2 separate regions of the Ovis aries genome follow, and region 1 is linked to region 2. The links are chromatin contacts, called in public Hi-C maps. All regions are on one chromosome and are shown on one strand. The core of a region is the stretch at or near the end of the contact, and the rest is flanking DNA. Distances in the headings are between cores, read along the strand shown.

Region 1 (3,018 bases), core at 179-2,678, 160 kb after region 2:
CCGGGGTTGTGTGAGGGAGGCCATGAGGCAGAGAGATGGGGAGAGGGCGGCTGCCTCCTTTTTTTGTTTTGTAATAATTTTATTTATTTCTTTGTTTTTGGCTGTGCTGGGCCATCTTTGCTGTGACGGCTTTTCTCTAGTCACGGGGTGGGGGCGTCTCTTTGCGGCGGGTTCTCTTGTTGAGGAGCACAGGCTCCAGGAAGTGCGCGTGGGCTCCTGAGCGCAGGCTCAGTAATCATGGCCCGTGGGCTCAGTTGCTCTGAGGCCTATGGGGTCTCCCCAAACCTGGGATCAGGCCTGGGTCCCCGGCACTGGCGGGTAGATTCTTTCCCCCTAGCCACCAGGGAACCCCGAGGACAGCCTCTGAATCTTAACTTGGGGTTGCGGTGTGAAGCGCAGTCCTCCCCTTTGTCAGCGTGTGGCGGGACTTGATAGCTTGTCCATCAGCATGCCTCCTATTGCCGTGGACCGGGGCCTGGGGTCACTGTCTGCGGGGCTCTAATTCCTTCGGCTCTGTGCCGGAAAATGAGGACCGATGGTGCTTTATAGCCTTTGGAGAAGCAGAAGCCAACCATTCTCTAGGGTATGGCGGCTCATCCAGGCAGATGCCTGCGGGCACAGCCTCATGGGGAGGTGACGCAGCGCTTCCGAGTGGTCATCCTGGGGCTCATGAGGCTGGAGAGGGTCCCCTGGAGGCGGGGCTTCTGCCTCTCGCAGCCCCTCGCCCCCGTCAGGAGAGCAGGCGTGGAGCTCAGAGCCATGTGCTCAGCAAGTGAACGCCGACCTCGTCTGCAACTGAAGTCATGTTGCAGCCATTGCCGCACATTACATGAGATTTTCATGCAGTCACAGTGTTGTTTGTGAAGTAGTCTGTATGCTTTCGTTCTGAGACTTAAAAACTGAATTTTGCACTCTGAGATCCATCTTACTTTGCACTGGTCACGTTTGACCTGGTCAGAGCACACGTGAGCCCACCTAGCCTGGTGGTGCTGGGGCCACGTGGTAAGACTGGGGGCCTCGGTCTTCAGGACACCGTTGTCCCGTTGAAGCGATGCAGAGTGTGAACGCTGCTGGAGCTGGGGCCGGGGAGAGGCGTGCGGACAGAGTGCTATTGGTGTCATTGTGAGGGCGCGGGATCAGATCTCATTGCGCCCAACAGAGGGAGCTTTCCGGGCCAAGGGGCGCAGGAGGGAGCCTGTGAAAAGCAGGCGATTTCCAGAAGCACAGACGTGGGGGGCGGGATAGAAAGGACACACAGCCTTGCTAACCTTGGCAGAGGATTTGGGGGTTTGCTCTTTGTTTGCCTTCCTCTTTTACAATGAAACCACGTGTTTTGGGAGGCGGTGTTGCAACAGCATTGTGGAACCTTACCAGCCTGTCTGCTTAATAGCTTTGTGAACTTGACGGGCGTGTTGGACTGTCCTGTGTACATAACCTAATTTGTAAACTCAGTTCATAAGGGTTGGGAAATACCACTTTTACCAGTCTGGTGACTTGTGAGAAAGGACATGTGGTTTTAAAGAAGTTTACCAAGTTGAGGTGTAATGGACACAGGCCATCGTGTCGGTTCAGGGGCGCGCCATGGTGATTCTGTGTAAATATACCTGGTTGTGGTATGTCTTTTTCTCAAGGTGAGAACTTTTAAGGTCTCTCTTGGCAAGTTTGAAATACACAAGCAGTGTTGTTACTGTAGTCCCGGTGCTGTGTGTCACGCGCAATGTCTAAGATCTTATGTAAATACAGGTTTACATGAAAAGTTAGCGGCAGTAAGACACTTTGCTCATTCTTAAAGCTGAATTTATCTACAGTTGTCCCAGATCAGAAGTCAGCTCGTTTTTCGACAACTGGTCCCTCTGTCGAGGTGCGCTTCATCTTTCTTCAGTTGATCCCTGGGCCGTGGAGCGTTTCCACTCTCCTCTCTTTGAGTCCTTGTCTTTCTTCTCGGCCCGGTATAGCGTGTCTGGAAGTGTGTGACTCACTGCACAGAGCAGAAGCCTGGCAGGATTTCTGGGTGAAGACAGGCCGGTGTTGCTGGCCTCTGCTAAGAAACAGAAAGTTAAAACTAGACTCTGTGCCCATGAATTCTGCTTATAATAGCAGATTTAAAATACTTTTTAAAAGAATCCTGTAGTCTGTCTTTTGCACGTGAACTGCTGTATTCGTTCGGGCGGGTTGTGTGGCCCTGGAATCTTCCTTCTCTGCGTCAGGACAGAGGCGGTTGCTGTCTGGGTGTTAATGAGCGTGTCCCTGTCCAGCCGCAGGGTGAACCAGCAGAGCCGCGGGCCCCCGTCCCCCCGAGCCCTGCGGAGCCCACGGCGGGCTGCGCCTCCACCCCCTCGGAGCTGGAGAGCAAGCTGGCCCCTGGAATCAGCGACACAGGAGCAGCGGAGAGCGCGGAGGACGCGGACGGCAGTGGGAGTAGGAGGGGCGGCGTGTGCGGGTGAGGACCACCACGGCGTGGCCCTCGCGCCCCTCGTCCGCCCAGCCCTCGGGCTTCAGCAGGGCCTGGGTGGAGGCTTTGCGGGTCAAGCAGGTCCTGGCTGTGTGGGCCCCGGAGCTGGTAACTGCCGGGGATGGACGCCTCAGACCGGCCTCCGCAAGGAAGAGACCCGCGTCCCTGCAGGCTGGGGTGGGGCCGCAGGGGGGGAGGCGTGGGCTGGTGGGACTACAGCGACCCCTCGCTGACTGATGCCCGCATGCTGTCCCCTCCTCAGCCCTCCTCCGTCCAAGAAAATGAAGCTGTTTGGGTTTAAGGAAGATCCCTTTGTGTTCATTCCCGAAGACGACCCGCTGTTTCCGCCTATCCAGTAAGGGTTCATTCGGCCTGTCACAGCTCCTCATTTGTGCTTACCACGGGGTTAAATGCACACGTGGCCACATGGAACCGTAGCTGTTCATGTAGCTCCTTCTTAACTGCCTGTGAGAGCTGGGTGAAGCTCTAGAGGGTGTTTACCAAACCCTTCAGTTTAAGGTGAGCAGTCATCAGAGAATGCTGGACCCCTGAAGGCAGAGATGACG
Region 2 (3,413 bases), core at 297-2,796:
ATGGTTTTTATGACGGACAGGTAATACATTTCTATTCAGAGAAAATAGAAGTTTTTTTCTTAATTCACACTTTCTACATTTCTCTGATTACAGAAAGTAAACGAAGTTGCAACTTTACAGTAAGTTATTTAGAAGTATTAACAAGGAATCCTGACGTGCCAACCCTGACCCCGGCAGTGCAGCGGGACTCCACATGAGACCCCGTGACTGCCCGTGGCGGGCGCCTGTGAGCACTCCCCGGCAGGCACTGGCGGCCAGAGCACAGCGCCTGCAGACGGGGGCCCGCGCAGAGCGAGGTCCTTACCAGGCAGCAGGGGGTCCTCAATGCACAGCATCGACGGTCTGTACCCACTGGTCATGGCTTTCATGATCTCCTCTTTGGCGATATAGGCACCTCCTTCTTTTATTCTGATACCAGTTTTCAAGTAATTAAAATTTCTTCCATAGAGTTCAAAAAATTCCACGAGCAGCATCCCAAGGTTCTCATCCGCTCTCCGGGCGTCAATTCTCGGATGCAGCTGTGAAAGCGAGGCACCCCAGTGTGTGTGGATTCTGGGCACTGCAGACACCGCACGCGCGGCGAGCTCAGACGGCCGGCCCAGGACGAAGTCAGGGGCCCTCGTCCACCCACCACAACTGGAGCCTGGATCGCTTGTCAACCAAGGGTGTTCAAGAGAAAGAAAATCTGCTCATCTGAATTTTTAAATTATACTCCAACCCTTTGAAATTCAGAAGCCACACATTTCTACACAGACATCTGATTAACCCCCAATTCCCAAATAGTGGTAGGTGAGTGGACCGTATTCTGTACAATGCAGAGTCACCTAGATGGCGGAGGCAGTTTTATAGATACTAGCATTAATTCCGTTATTCTGAAATGCAACCAGCAGGGGGCAGTGTGAGCCTGAAGAGCATCACTGCTCAAAATGAAAGGCCTAACTCTGTGAATGGCCACCAGCTTGCGCCAGCATTTACAGCAAACTCGCCTTGTTGCCCAGCACACAGCTCAGCCTCAGCTCCACTCCACCTGTCCCTGCAGCAGCTAATGGATTTATTCTGAAGCTGAGCCCCTGTCTACTGACCCTCCTGAGTCACTAAAAGGCTCAGGAATCTGAGTGCTCGGCCCACTGTGACGGCCTCAAGCTGTGAATTTAAACAAGTTAAAACAAACCAAACATTCAGCTTGCCGGTCCTGCCAGAGCCCCACAGGCGCATGCAGCCATCCCACCGGACCAGCAAACAGCACCACCCGCGCTGCTGGACAGTGATGGTCAAGAACAGGAACATCGAGTCCAAGTCCCGGCAGAAGCAGTGGCTGACAGCGCTCACGGCACGGTGGCCGTGGAGGAAGCTCGGCTCCCAGGCTGCAGGCGTGTCCGGGCTCAGGAGCCCTCACGCAGGCTCAGCGCCGTGGTCCTGCTGCTGTCTGGCCTTCTCCCTCCTCTGTCTCCCCGTCTGAGCGCTACCCAGGGCAAGCAAGTGAGCCTCGACATGGATCAGACGATGCAGCGGGCACAGGACGGAGGTGGGAAGGGCCGGGCACCAAGGGGGTGGAGCTGACAGTGGCCGCCCCGCCCAGGCCCAGGTGGCCTCCACAGGGTCACTGAGCCAGGCACCCAGCATCACGAGAGTGGGCTGGTCACACTACAAGGCTGCCAGGACAGTTCAGGTAAGTGGGAGGAAATAAATTAAGGACACAGCTCATGCTTAGTTCTTTAAAAAAAAAAAGGTCCGACACCTCGGGCAGAAGGGCTCTAAGGGCAGCATGAGAGAGGTGCAGCAAGGACACGGCAGAGAGAGCCCGACCTGCCCTCGGGCCCTCACGGGGCCTCCTGAGAGGCGCGCCGAGGAGACCCTGGGGTGCAGGGCGCCGGGCCCAGCCGCTTCACCATCAGCAGTGCCAACAGTATCGAGACAAATGACCCAAGTCTCGACACAAAACCCTCAGCGCCACCACAGATACAGAACAGAGGAGCAGCGCTGTGCGGCCAGAACACAGCAGAGGGGCTGACAAGTGTAAACAGCACAATCATGCCTTGATTCACACAGAGACCGCATGTTAGAAACGCAGCATAAAGACAGGTCGTCGGTGCACCACAGAATTTAATACTCAGGTTTCCTAATAGGTTTTTTCACGCTACTCAACAAAATACGGGCAACAGATAAAGACGAAATACCAACTTCTCATCACTCAGGAAAAAAGCTCTCATTTTTTTTTTTCCCCGTATGTGGGACTCGACTTTTTTTCTGAGATGAATTTTTCAGTATAAATTGACAGTCAAGAACCAAGAAAAGGTTTTCACTGTCTCTCAAGGCATGTCTTCCAATTTTTCTAAACATAATGTTTCTTCAGAGTTAGGTCAATATATACTTGATTGATAAAATGAGATAAGCCCTCTAACAGTTACAACAGACACACAAAAAAACAAGTGCAAAGGAAAAAAGTATTGATCAAAAGTTTCATCATCAAGATTAGAAGTCAATTTTTACTACATCAAAACAGAGCTGTGCAGGGACAGCAAAGACCTGGAAGCCAAGAAGCAACTGGTCAGAACACCAGGGAACAATGACCCCCATGTCAGCCTCAAGGTCAAGGGTTCTTGAGACAAAGTGTACTCACCTGCAGAAAGCTAATGGCCATTAAAATGAGGCTGTACGAGCTAATCCCGCCTGTAAAAACTTCATTCAGGTCCCTCTGCAGGAGGAACTGTTTCAGTACTAAAATCAAGTAAGGCAGCAATGAATATTTCTGCAAATTCCAAAAGAAAGACAGCATCTGGTTAGTTATTGTGGCTTTGAAGAGTCCGCACTGGGCAGACTCCACACACAGACAGGAAGCTCACTTCCTCGTCCTGCTCCTCAGGAGGCTCGAGGCCAGGCCTCCTCACTCCATGGAGGGCTCACTAGGGCCCTGCTGGGGGCACCTCCCCAGATGATGGTTTAGTGCGGCTGAGGCGGGAAGCCTGCGTGGAGACCCCAGGCCCAGGTGCGCAGGGAGTGAACAGGTGCTTCCTCCAAGTCCCTGCCCCCTCTCAGGCGCTGAGCACAGGGCTCTGTGGGTAAGGGAAGGTCCCAGAACCAGCAGGCAAAACGCCCACACTAAGGGGCACCCATGAGACAAGCAGTGGGGTTGGGCAGCTCACGAGGCAGAAGACCAGCAGGACGCAACACTGCCAAACGCAGGACAAGGGTGGAAAGCAGGGCGTGGGAACAAGGAGCGACCGGATCTGCGGAGGGGTGCAGGGGCCCGGCCGCCTCCGCTGCGCTCCAGCTCTGCTGTGGCAGAGGGGACTCTGCAGACAAGCCTGACAGCAGAGTGAGCGGCTCCCGAGGAGCAAGGCCTCAAACTGGGGGCAGAGGCAGGGTCCAGACAACGCAGCTCTCTGAATGGAGAAGGATGCGCCGCTTAACTG

What was found. Hi-C and Micro-C count contacts between places; a contact is called where the count stands out from the background.
Region 1: a Hi-C map of liver shows a contact between it and region 2, with 4 times the contacts expected there. The contact joins two enhancer-like sites. A contact is called at or near these places in 4 of 16 Hi-C or Micro-C datasets (hypothalamus, liver, muscle and 1 more).

What each region holds. Positions count from the first base shown.
Region 1 is chr16:66,680,448-66,683,465 of ARS-UI_Ramb_v3.0, forward strand. NSUN2 (NOP2/Sun RNA methyltransferase 2) reads left to right here. Exons shown (of 20, transcript XM_042233950.2): 14 at 2,256-2,440; 15 at 2,715-2,807. Among named protein-coding and RNA genes, the nearest start is that of NSUN2, 25 kb to the left of the region's middle. Within about 2 kb of position 1,429, at least 9 of the 54 cell types and tissues checked have an H3K27ac peak or open chromatin away from gene starts, as enhancers often do. A contact at or near this core is called in liver, where this site is marked.
Region 2 is chr16:66,521,750-66,525,162 of ARS-UI_Ramb_v3.0, forward strand. TENT4A (terminal nucleotidyltransferase 4A) reads right to left here. Exons shown (of 13, transcript XM_027980175.3): 6 at 2,621-2,749; 7 at 305-518. Among named protein-coding and RNA genes, the nearest start is that of TENT4A, 30 kb to the right of the region's middle. Within about 2 kb of position 1,547, at least 12 of the 54 cell types and tissues checked have an H3K27ac peak or open chromatin away from gene starts, as enhancers often do. A contact at or near this core is called in liver, where this site is marked.